Regions from separate parts of the Mus musculus genome. Here region 1 is linked to region 2. The links are chromatin contacts, called in public HiChIP or PLAC-seq maps. All regions are on one chromosome and are shown on one strand. The core of a region is the stretch at or near the end of the contact, and the rest is flanking DNA. Distances in the headings are between cores, read along the strand shown.

Region 1 (5,816 bases), core at 995-3,494, 68 kb after region 2:
GTGTAGAGAGAGAGATTCAGAAACAGAGAGAAACAGGGGAGAGACAGACAGACATATAGATAGACAGACAAGCAGAGATCAACTAACCCAGGAGCATTTGGAAAGAAGCTAAAACATTCTTTCCCCATAGGCTTCTGGGAAATTCTCCTGTCTCTACCTCGCGCTAGGACTACCGATGCACAGCACCCCACCCCACTCTGTGCATCGACACCTTTCCCCCACTGTGCTATCTAAGCACTGGCATCAAAATCTCATTTTTTTATTGAAGAAAAGTTGCATATCATTATAAGATACAATGTGATTTTTTAAAGTATTGGGCTTTACTGTGATATTCTACTATATGCAAATGGTTTACCTTGATCATGTGTGTTCTTCATCACCCTCACCTACCCCTTTCTATCCCTGTGGCCCTTTGCTAATGCTAGGATCCTGCTTTCATGGGACCTTCTCTCCACTTTTAGAAAGAAACTTTTACTTTAGCTTCTCCTTTCTTTTCTCTCTTCCTTCTTTTCTTTTCTTTCTCTCTCTCTTTCTCTTTCTCTTTCTCTTTCTCTTTCTCTTTCTCTTTCTCTTTCTTCCTTCCTTTCTTTCTTTCTTTCTTTCTTTCTTTCTTTCTTTCTGTCCCTTCCTTCCCTTCCTTCCTTTCTTCCTTCCTTCCTTCCTTCCTTCCTTTCTTTCTTTCTTTCTTCCTTTCTTTCTTTCTTTCTTCTTCTCTGATGATATTGGGTGTCATTATGTAACTCTGTGACTCAGAATTTGCTATGTAGACCAGGCTGGTCTCAAACTCACAGAAATCTGCCTGCCTCTGCCTCTAGAGTGCTAGGATTAAAAGCATGCACCACCACATCCATCGGGGTCCTTCATTCTTCCTCTATGCAAGACTCAAATTATTTGATAGCTTGGATTATATATTAAAAAACAAAAAAATTTTTACTCTTTTTGGAGACAGAACTTAGCTATGCAGCTCAAGCTAGCCAGCTCCAATGGGAAAGTCTCTCGTGTGATTGCAAGCAAGTCTGTGCCACTCCTGGCATAGCTTACATTTTAATGATAAATCATTATGGAGATTTTGATCTATTTTATTACCACCATTCTGCTTGCTGCTCTATAAAACAGGAATGATAATATCATTGACAAGAGTCTTGCTGAAGATGAAAAACTCTTGTCGGAAGGGTTTACACCGTGTCTGACATAGAGACAGACACAATAAACATCAATTCCTATTAATAGCTTTTTCAGGTGAAGAAATTAAGGCAGGAAGATGGAATGACAAACATTTATGGACATCGTCCAGGAAACACTGGCTCTTGTCTCTCACATGCCGGCTCTTCCCTCACACCAGCTTCCCTCAGGAGCACCTGATATACTAGAACAGCCCCCTGCAGCCAAGTCTCTTCATCACACTGAAGGATTTCAAAAGATTACAGAATGATGCTTGCAGCTGCTGACTAGGAATCCGGGAGCATGTGTGCTTCCTAAGTGTGCTGGAGGATTACAAAACTGTTTGGGGATTTTTTTTTTTTTTGGACACCTTTTTTTTCCCATAGATTCTTCTTACACATTAAGATAACCATGTCACTCACAGTGGCCATGCAAAGAATCTTGTCTTCAATCAGCTCATTAAGGTAACTTTGGAAGGGAACGTTGCCAGCTCCCTCAAACACATGGCAAATGGACAGTAAAGGAAACAGTGAATTACTTCCATACGGCTCAAAGCAATGTGAAACAGTTTTGATTAATAACACATTCACTATAATAAAATTGCTTCCAAATCTGCCAGAGGACACCAACTTATCTGCTACATCTATTTCCAATTTGATTTTTCACTGTTTTGACTTAAAAAAAAAAAAGTACACTCACAACTGGTTCATTTGAAAAATGGTCTTTCCAGGGCAATTACTTGCTCCTACTTGCCTGTGCTAGCCCACAAAGAGCTGCTCCGAAGCTGATTTTACAACCAACTGCTAAGACATAAGCCCCAAACATTCAAAAGATGGCTTTTACTGCCTCAATCATTAATAAGTCATCTGCATATCCAAGTACGGGAGTAAGCATCAAAATGCTCCGTGTCCTTCTGCGCATGTCTCAACCTTGAGCCAGGTAGGTTAGGTCGTATCTTAAATTCTTTTCAAAGGGCTTTCATTGCTGTATAAAGGCTCAAATGAGCACCCCAGCGGTCAAGTTTCATTGTCTGGGAGCCGCGAGCACAGGTTGTTGCAGTCTGGTCACTCGGAGGAGGTCCCAGAAACCTACCCAACCCCAACCGGAAGCAGAAGCGGTGCTCCCTCTCCCTTCAAGAGCTTCTCTCCCCACCCCCTGCTTTTTAAAAAGGAGATAAAAATGAAAAGCTGACTGTCCTTTACTCTGCATTTTAAAGTGTCTGTGGGTATAACAAAACCATCTGCCACCTCTGTCCCTTACTGCCTGGAAGGATTCCCACCAACTTCTGCGAAAAGGCGGAAAAGGCGGCTAATCTCACAGTAATCTGCTAATCACGTTGTAATCAGTACTCCCAGGGGCTAAAGGTCTTCGGTTTCATGTTCTTGTGAGACAGCAGTTAGTAAGCCCTAAATCTTGGGTTTAATTCTTCTTAGCTTCCTAATTATTTCCTGAGACAAAGGCAGGCACTCTCCCAATAGAAGAATCCGGAGCTCTCTGGTTTGAGCTAGCACAAGAGATCACACTCATCCCAGAGTGAAATTTCTGATATCTTAACCATAACTTTCAATTTTGGATAATAAAAATAGATCTTTTTCTTTCCCAAAAACTTCTTCCCCTCCTCCTCTTCCTCTATTTGCTTATCCTTTACTTTCTTTTCCTTTTTTCTCCAATGATTTTTAAATTTCAGATTTATTTTATTTTATGTATGAATTTTGCCTACACATACATGTATGTGCACTGCATGCGTGTCTGCTGCCAGAAGAGATCAGAAAAGAGTCTCAGATGCCCTGGAATTGGAGTTAGAGATGGCTGGAAGCCACCACGTGGGTGTTGGCACCTGGACTCAGGTCTACTGGAAGAGCAACAATTGCTCTTAACAGATGAGCCACCTCTCTGGTCCCTCTTATTCTTTTCTTTAACCTGTTTATTTGCTTGTTTGTTTTTGCCTCAGCTTCACTTGCTGTTTAGCAACTTTGCTGCAAGGAGCAGCTTGTCCCCTGTGTGTCCTTAGAGTCTTGTTTTCTGACCCCATACTTTTCTTCCTAGTTTTGTGTGTCAAATCAAGGAAATTCTTCTGTAGTCCTAAGTTTTGTTTTGTTTTTTCAAGACAAGGTCTCTCTGTAGTCCTGGCTGTCCTAGAACTCACTTTGTAGACCAGACTGGACTCAAACTCAACAAAGATCCACCTCTCTGGGATTTACTCCTGCTAGGATCAAAGGTGTGCACCACCACTGACTGACTCTGCAGCCCTAATTTGGCTTCAAACATAAATGACTTGGATTTGGTTGAATGCTTTTTTTCTGCATCGATTAATATCATCATATGATTTATTTTAGTCTGATGGAATAAACTGATTTTCATCCTCTTGTGTTCTCTGGTATAATAGCTAATTTTTTCTTCATCACTTTGTCATTTCTTCTTCCTTTCCTTTTTTTGGTTGTGGTTGCCTGAAGGCTGCTCACCACACACTTCAGATGCTTGCTTAAATGTTAAAGGTTAAGTGGAGAACATTCATTTTCTTCTTTCTTACCTTTTCCTCTATCACAAGTTTCAGACTGTGTTATCATCTCATCAGGCAGTGGCTTTCTTTTATATGTAACACTTTAAAGTCTGTTTTGGGCCCTGATTAAATGCTTGCCTTGCTAGCATAAGGGAGAGGTTCAGATTCCAGGGAGTTGCAGCCCACAGGTAACCCTAGTGCTCAGGGCAGAGAAGGGAGCCCAGGAGTAACCCAACTAGCTGGACTAACCGGTTTGTGAGAGACTGCCTCAGGAAATCAAGTGGGGAGCTATTGAGGGAGACATCTGCTTCAACTTTGGGATACCACAGGCACACAGTGCAGGTATGGAGGCAACTCCATGCTATCTCTATAACTCTATATCTATCTATGCTTTTATTCTAAACGTTATTTACTTAGTTAATTAATGTATATCTTTTGCCCTCAGCTTCAGTGTAAATTTGTGACTTCAAAGTAAACAAATGGGGCCAGGCGTAGTGGCACACACCTTTAATCCCAGCACTCAGGAGGCAGAGGCAGATGGATTTCTGAGTTTGAGGCCAGCCTGGTCTACAAAGTGAGTTCCAGGACAGCCAGGGCTACACAGAGAAACCCTGTCTCAAAAACCAAAAAAAAAAAAAAAAAAAGTAAACAAATTAGAGATAAACCTTTTGCTCTTGGTTAAGTAACAAAAAAAATGGCCAGTGAAGGTAGTGTAATCCTGTAAATCTGGGAGGGCTGATGAGACAGGGGGATGATGAGTTCAAGGACAGCCTGAGTCACATAGTGACTTGTCAGTAAGTCACTAGATGGGTATTGATCAGTATAATTTTGGACTCTGACATCCTTTTTTCCTGAGTTCCAGTCTACAGTATATGATCCATTTTTTTCAAGAATAGATTTTATTTGTTTGTTTGGTTAGTTTTTGGAGACAGGAATTCTGTGTAGCTCCAACTGTCTTGTAACTCACTTTGTAGATGAGGCTAACCTTGAATTCAGATCTCCAGTGCCTTTGATCAAAGGCATGGACCACCACTGCCCACCTTCAAGCTTAGACTTAACAGTTGCGCTTCACTATAGTTGGAAGGAGTGTCATGGAGAGCGAAGACCTCAGAGATCTGAAGTTGCAGCACTTCTCAACAGGAATCTAGAACAGAATGACCTCAAAATTGGTCTCTGTGTCCTCTGTTTCTCTCCACTCCTGTTAGGGATCTCTTGAAGAACACACGGATTTTCCCCTCAACAGTTCAAGGGTCTGGATATTCAAGAGCTGAAGTTGTCACCACAGTTAATTTGTCAAGGGTATCACTTCCCCCACAACTCCACACCCTTTAGCTCTTACCTCTGATCTGCCTATTCCCCAGCCTGGCCCTAAGACAATCACTAGATAACTGACTTTTTTACTTTCTTTGGTCTTGACATTTAGTACAAATGGAAGGGTCTAGGTAGTGTTTGTGATTGACATATTTCACTAGTGTAATATTTTCAAGGACCAGTCAGCTCTAGTATGAATCTCTACTTCACCCTTTATTATGGTAGAGGCGTATGCTCCTGTATGGGGACGTGACAGCCAGGTCGAAGCTGATGGCGCCAGGTTGTTGCCTGCCCAGAGCCATCTCTAGTGCTCAGACCAAAATGATAATTTACACAGGTCTCTGTGATGGTTAAAGTCACGTAAGATGGAACGAGGCATCCCTTAAGGGCTGTTGACCTTTTGCTCTGGAAGGCCTGGGAGACCCTAGTGGCCTGCAGGTGAGATAAGATACGATAATAGGCTGTGAGGTATCAACAGCTGCCTTCTGGACTCTGTAAAGTCTGCTATTGCTATGGGAAAGAGATGGAATGGTCTCTTTATTACCATATAGAAGGAAAGTTAAAGAACTGAGGGAAGTAAACTGATTTTCCTGCCCAGTGTGCATTCCATCAACAGCTATAACACACAGCTGGTCCCATCTAAAGTGCCACTTTAATGCCCCCTTGTGCACTGCATGCTGTATGGCTCCTTCTGCTAGCAATAGGAATAAAACCATGCAATCTGAATTTGAATTGAACATAAATAAGTCTTTGGTTTTGAGTTCAAATCTACTGTGTGACTATACTGACTCATCACTTCTGATGGACAGTTGTGGATCCCCCTGCTTTCTGGTTGTCACGATGA
Region 2 (6,156 bases), core at 2,459-4,958:
CACCAAGTTTTATTTATTAGGGGTGTATATGAGAGAGAGGTGGGGGGAAAGCAAAGGGGACTAGTCTTGCTACATAGCCCAAGTTGGCCTGAATCTTGGCAGTCTCCTAACATCCTAAGTGCTGCAATGATAAGCATGTACTGCCATTCACAGATGTTCTTCGGAAATTTAAAATGAAGACTGTTTGTTTGCCCCATCTCGCCCCCCAACCCCCATAGTCTCACATTGTTCTGGCTGATCTACCAAGCGGCCCTGACTAGCCTTGGATTTATAGCAAGCCTCCTTCCGTAGTCTTACTGCTGAGGTTATAGACAATAGTCGCCACACTGGCTTTTATTTTCCTTCGGTTTTCCAAGACAGGGTTTCTATGTTTAGTCCTGTCTGTCTTGAAATTTGCTTTGTAGACTAGGCTAGCCTCAAAAATCTGTCTAGTTCTGCCTCCTGAGTGCGGGAATCAAAGATGTGGAACTACTGGTTTTGAAAAAAAAATGTTTTTGTTTATGTGTATGTGCTTGCATGTGTGACACGTGTCTGGGTGTCCTTTCAAGCCAGATAAAGGTGTCAGACCCCTTCAAGCCAGAGTTACAGACAATTATGGATACTAGGAACCAAACTGGGGTCCTCTGGAAGAACACCAAGTACTCCTAACTGCCGAACCACCTCTCCTGCTCCATCTGATGGTTTTGCCTCTGCCTCTGCCGACTGTCAAAGATTTATCTTCCTCTTGTAGTCTTTGTTTCGATCCTGTCGCTTCAGGCCCAGCTCAGGTCCCTGGGCATCTGTCTCACTTGTGCAACATACTGTTGCTACTTAGGGCTGTGACTCGTGCAGTGGCTACCAAAGTGTGACTCCTTTAGCAGCAGACTCACTAGGAAGGAGTCCCTGAGGACAGGGCCAGTGCGGACATCTGATAGTTATGCCTGGCACATGAGAGAAACCTAAACCATGCTTCACATTATTCATTGAGTGGGCTTCTCTAAGCAGGTTCAGGGACGGTTACATTCCACTCTGAGCTGCCTTCAACTGAGAGGAGGCGAAACTGCTACGCAGAACATCTTGCTTATAGTCAGAGACTCCATGCTGCCAAGTAGCTAATTCTATCCCCTTTTTACTGTGGGCCATTTTTAGTATGGTTTTCATAATATTTAGGTACCCAATGTATTTGCTGCTGACTCCCAAGTGTTGGACAATCGCCCTGATTTACTATATTATGATACAGTCTTTGCTTTGCTTTCTCTGGCACTGTGTCTACTGTACACTGCGTGTGTGCGCTGCACACTGTGTGCCACACATGCCTGGAGACCAGAACAAGATGCTGAGCCTGCTGAGGTTCTCTGCAAGAGCAGAGCAAACTATTTATTTATTTATTTATTTATTTATTTATTTATTTATTTATTTATTTAATGTATATGAGTACACTGTTGCTGTCTTCAGACACACCAGAAGAGGGCATCAGATCCCATTACAGATGGTTGTGAGCCACCATGTGGTTGCTGGGATTTGAACTCAGGACCTCTGGAAGAGCAGTCAGTGTTCTTAACCACTGAGCCATCTCTCCAGCCCCAGAGCAAGCTCTTAAACACCACACCGTCTTACAGATCCCAATATTTTATCTCCTGTCTAAGACAATGATCACACTAATTACATTGCTGCATCAGGCACTTCTCTGTTGCTGTGTTAGCTCACCATGACCAAGGCAACTTACAGAGAGAAGAGTTCATGTTGGCTTACTGTTCCAGAAAAGGAGTCCATAATTTCAGGGAGAGGGATGAGCTGGTTGCTAAAGCAGGAAGTTGAGAGACACACAGGAAGTCTAGGGTGCCAACCAGAAGCAAAGCTAGGCTATAAACTCTCCAAGGCCATCCTCCAGTGACATACTTCCTCCAGAAAGGCTTCACTTCCTGAATATTTCTTAGCTTCCTAAACAGTACCACCAACTTAGGACCAAATGTTATTCAAATATCTGAATCCTGTGAAGGACATTTCTCACTCAAACCACCACAGTGTACACACACACAACACACTCAAACTACCACAGTGTATACACACACAACACACTCAAACCACCACAGTGTACACACACACAACACACTCAAACCACCACAGTGCACACACACACAACACACTCAAACCACCACAGTGCACACACACACAACACACTCAAACCACCACAGTGTATACACACACAACATATGAAAATTATTCTGGGCATTTGTCTCAGGAAAATGAAAATTGATGCTTACATAAAACCTATATACAAATCTTTACAATAATTTTACTTCTGACGACCGAAATTTGGAAGACAACTCACAATTCCTTCAAAAGATGAGTGATTAAACAAATAATCCATCCATGCATCGAATATTATTCAACAATGAAAAGGAGTAAATTACACACACACACACACACACACACACACACATATATATATATACAACAACTTTGATGAATCTCAATGAATTGGTAGCAAATGAAAAGTCAGTCTTGAGATGTATGGTCCCACTCACTACAACATCCTTGAAATGACCGCATTCAGAGATGGAAACGTATTAGTGGTCTAAGATGGTGGCCAGGCTTTGAGAGAGTAAGTAGCAAGATTGGTCTTCACGTGGACTTGGGATGTATCTTGACTGATGATGCTGACATGAACACATACACGTTATGAGCTTGCACACATACAAGCATGTAAGACTTAATGGATGCATAGAAGCCTGCTAGATTTTTTTACCAATGCACATTTCCTGGTGATAAGATTTGTGCTATAACTACAGGATGTTGCTTTCAAGGAGCCTGGACAAAGGGCATACATACTCTTTCTATATTATGTCTTATAACTATTTGGGAATTCCCAGTGATCCCAAAGGAGGAGTCTGGCAAGTGCTCGCAAGCTGGAGCTGTTTTAGGACTTAGAAAGGAAAACTGTACATACAATGCTCATCTTTGGCAAGCTTTCTGGGACTGTGTGAATCATCAGTGTCATCTTAGAGTCTGGAGGTAACCCCGGCGTGTGGTTTTTATAATTGGAGATCACACCATGAAGATGTACCCACCTAGATCCTGTCCTTTCAATTTGGAGTTAGCAGCCTTATTAATTTTTTCCCTCATTGGTGTCCATGAGCTGCACTAATGACTTCAGTAAATGTTTCTACTACTTAAGAGATTTTCTGTGAGACATTGAATGCTGTATTATGGGTGCTCTCTATAAATACTGCTTAAAATTAGATGGCAAAGGCTCCCAATTCACATCCTGCCAACTGTCTTACCACACTTTTCCCCCCCTTGCCTGTTTGCCTGCCATGCTATCCTCTATAATGAGTGAGTTACAGTAATTGTAGCTGGAAAAATCATCATGCAAAGTGGGGGGGGGGGGGGGCGGGGCGGGGCGGGGCGGGGACGGCTCAAAACCTGCCTTATTTTTAAATGAGTAAAGCTTCTGTCGGTTTTTTTTTTTTTTTTTTTTTTGGCCGCGTTTCAGCCTCACAGCGAAGTGAAAGAGCCAAAAGAGGCAGTGGGGTAACTGGCACGTGGGGGGTGGGGTGGGGGTAGGGTCGTGGCAGCATCAATTAACCGGATTTCATTTTCCCTTAATAAAGAAATTCGGTTTTTCCACAGCTAACTGTATAATCAATTTGCTGCCCCGCTGCTTTGCTAACTGGCTGTTGGCGCCACTTCAATACTATTGAGCCTAGCCTGTGGCCAGAGCTCGAGGAGGAGCCAGCGGCAGGGAGGAGGAACTCTCTGCCGGACTCGGACAGACTCAGACTCGGCCGGCCGAGTTGACTCCTTCCTGCAATTTCTCTGCGCTTTGTTTGCTCCCATCTTTCTTTCCTTGTTATTTTGACGCATGATCTCATGTAGCCCAGGCTGGTCTCACTAGTAGTGGAGATTACACGCAGGGATCACAACATCTGCTTTATGCAGAGCTGGGGACTGAACCCAGGGTTTTATGCGTGCTACACAAGTACTCTACCGGTTGAGCTAAATCCTGGGGCCTGAACTCTTTAGTTCCCCCTCCCCCATTTCCCCCCTTCTCTCTCCTCTTCTTTCTATCTACGTATTTCTTTTGAAATTGCCTGCGTATGTTTGTGCGAGCGCGGGGGTGGGGTGAGGTGGAGTGGGGCGTACGACAGGGGGTGGGGAAGTTCGCGCCTGCCAAGACATGGGTGTGGAGGTCAGGCAGATTGCTTGCTGCAGTCTGCTCTCTCCACTGCGTGGATCCCCAATGATTGAACTCAGATCATCAAGCTTGCTGGTGGCAAATGTCCTTTCCCCCTTAGTCATCTCATTGGCTGTCTGTCTTTTCTCTGTAGGGAGCAAGAGCTGGCTGAGATGCCCACTGCTTGCCTTAACCCCTTGAGCTCACGTGATCTTGCTGCCTCAGCCTCCTGAACAGCGGAAATGACAGGCAAACACAGTGGCTCTTTCATTCCAGTCGTAGAGAATAACTAATTTTACTTATGATCATTAGTGTGTTCGCTGGTACTTTTATGTCACCTTAGTAACTCTGATGCATCTGTGCCCTGCTGTAGGCCAGAGGACTTGGTTCCCTCCTCTATTGTTTGAAGCAGGGTCTCTCTTGTTTCTAAGGTTCTGTTTACTCAGCTCGCTGACCTGTGAGCTTCTAGGTGATTCCTCTGTCTTCACTTCGTGCCTCCTTGTGGGTGTTTGAGGACTACAGATGTGCACCACCACCTCTGGATTTTTTATGTGGGTTCTGGGGAATCTAACTGAGGTCAACGGACTTTAGTGTGCAAGGCTTTACCCACTGAGCCATCTTCTTGATGCTCCACGCGTCCCCATCCCTCTGGTATAACAGCTGACTCTGGTATAACAGCTGACATGGTATTAGAGCTGCCTTAATCACGTTCTGATGTCTGGTTGACAAGTTTAAAGTCTTCCATTTACTGTGGCTTTGGAGCACTCTGGAAGGATTTTAGTTTTATGGTATTATCTAACTATGTAGGAATTTAGAGTGTTGAGGAAAAAAAAAAAAAAAAAAAAACCCGTGTTTCCAATACAGTTGTTTCTGTGAGTGAAGCAGCTGAGTCTGTAGCAAATGCTCTTTGCAATCAGCACTTTCAAGTTATCCTTCTGTCGGCTTGGAGAGAGTGCAGAAAAACCACATTCTCTCCTAACTGCTGATTGTGTTCTTGCAGCCTGTCCCAGGCCTGCAAATTATACCCTGTACGACGGATCGGATCGCTCACTAACTCACTTGTAGTTCCACATTTTTCTCTCTAGCTTGCTGGATTACAAGACACAAGTTAAACTACAAGATAAACAAATATTATCTTTAGTCACAGAATCACCAGACAAAAAGCCCCTCAGAGCAAGCTGGCTCCACCCTCCTTGTGGCTATTTCTGCTCCTTATTCTGAAGGCTGCACTTCAGTTTAAGGACCGTGGACTTGGAAGGCCTGAGGAAAGCTTGAGTCAAGATGGCCAGGACAACATCTGTCTCTGTGCTGGGACCCTAAAAGCTCCCCTGATAGCTTTGTCATCTTTAGTCCCTCGAGTAGCAGGCCTCTGAGGATCACACACCTTGAGAGGTCATGGTGTAGACATGCACACTGAGCCTTCTAGCCTCAGCTGTGGATCCTTCCTGTAGTTCTCGGAGTCATTTTTCTGACATTCATACCTCTAACTGTAAAGTTGGCGCTCCATGTCTCTGTGCCCTCATCCCTCAGTGATAACTATATCACAGTTTGGAATGAATCCCCTCCAAACCTATTACAGTTTCCCACTTCCCCCTACCTGACTTTTCTTAGAGGATCCCTAAGATGGATTCTAGCGAGCTGAGATATTTGTCTAGTTCTCTTGTATTTCCATCTGGTGTGGGGCTTCTTTTCTTATGAGTTATACTCAAAGGGGTAATAAGACCTGGAGAGGTAAGAACACATGTCCCATTGACTGTGACCTGTGTTTCTCTGGAATCCCCAGGGTCAGTGTTCACCCTAGGCCATGTCTGCAATGGAACACAGCATTCTTTTTTTCCCCATGAACATACCCCATCTGTTGAATAGCCCTTCACTTTCCAATGAGATCTCCCTAAATAGACTTAATTAACAATTCATTCAATTGCCTTGAAATCAGAAATTCAAGCACACTAGAGGACTCTATCTCTGATCATAGGAAAACAAACATACAAGACAATCAT

The links. HiChIP or PLAC-seq counts read pairs in DNA pulled down with a chosen protein or histone mark.
Region 1: a contact with region 2 is called in a BATF HiChIP or PLAC-seq map of CD8 T cells, with 9 read pairs. The contact joins two enhancer-like sites. A contact is called at or near these places in 1 of 15 datasets of contacts at CTCF or cohesin (the NIH/3T3 cell line), 11 of 484 Hi-C or Micro-C datasets (CD4 T cells, CD8 T cells, the G1E-ER4 cell line and 5 more) and 7 of 115 datasets of contacts at active chromatin or transcription factors (CD8 T cells, bone marrow-derived macrophages, embryonic stem cells and 3 more).

Annotation. Positions count from the first base shown.
Region 1 is chr1:13,492,702-13,498,517 of GRCm38.p6, forward strand. No RefSeq gene overlaps it. Among named protein-coding and RNA genes, the nearest start is that of Gm39595, 73 kb to the left of the region's middle. Within about 2 kb of position 2,245, at least 21 of the 459 cell types and tissues checked have an H3K27ac peak or open chromatin away from gene starts, as enhancers often do. A contact at or near this core is called in CD8 T cells, memory CD8 T cells and regulatory T cells, where this site is marked.
Region 2 is chr1:13,422,878-13,429,033 of GRCm38.p6, forward strand. No RefSeq gene overlaps it. Among named protein-coding and RNA genes, the nearest start is that of Gm39595, 3.5 kb to the left of the region's middle. Within about 2 kb of position 3,709, at least 280 of the 459 cell types and tissues checked have an H3K27ac peak or open chromatin away from gene starts, as enhancers often do. A contact at or near this core is called in CD8 T cells, memory CD8 T cells and regulatory T cells, where this site is marked.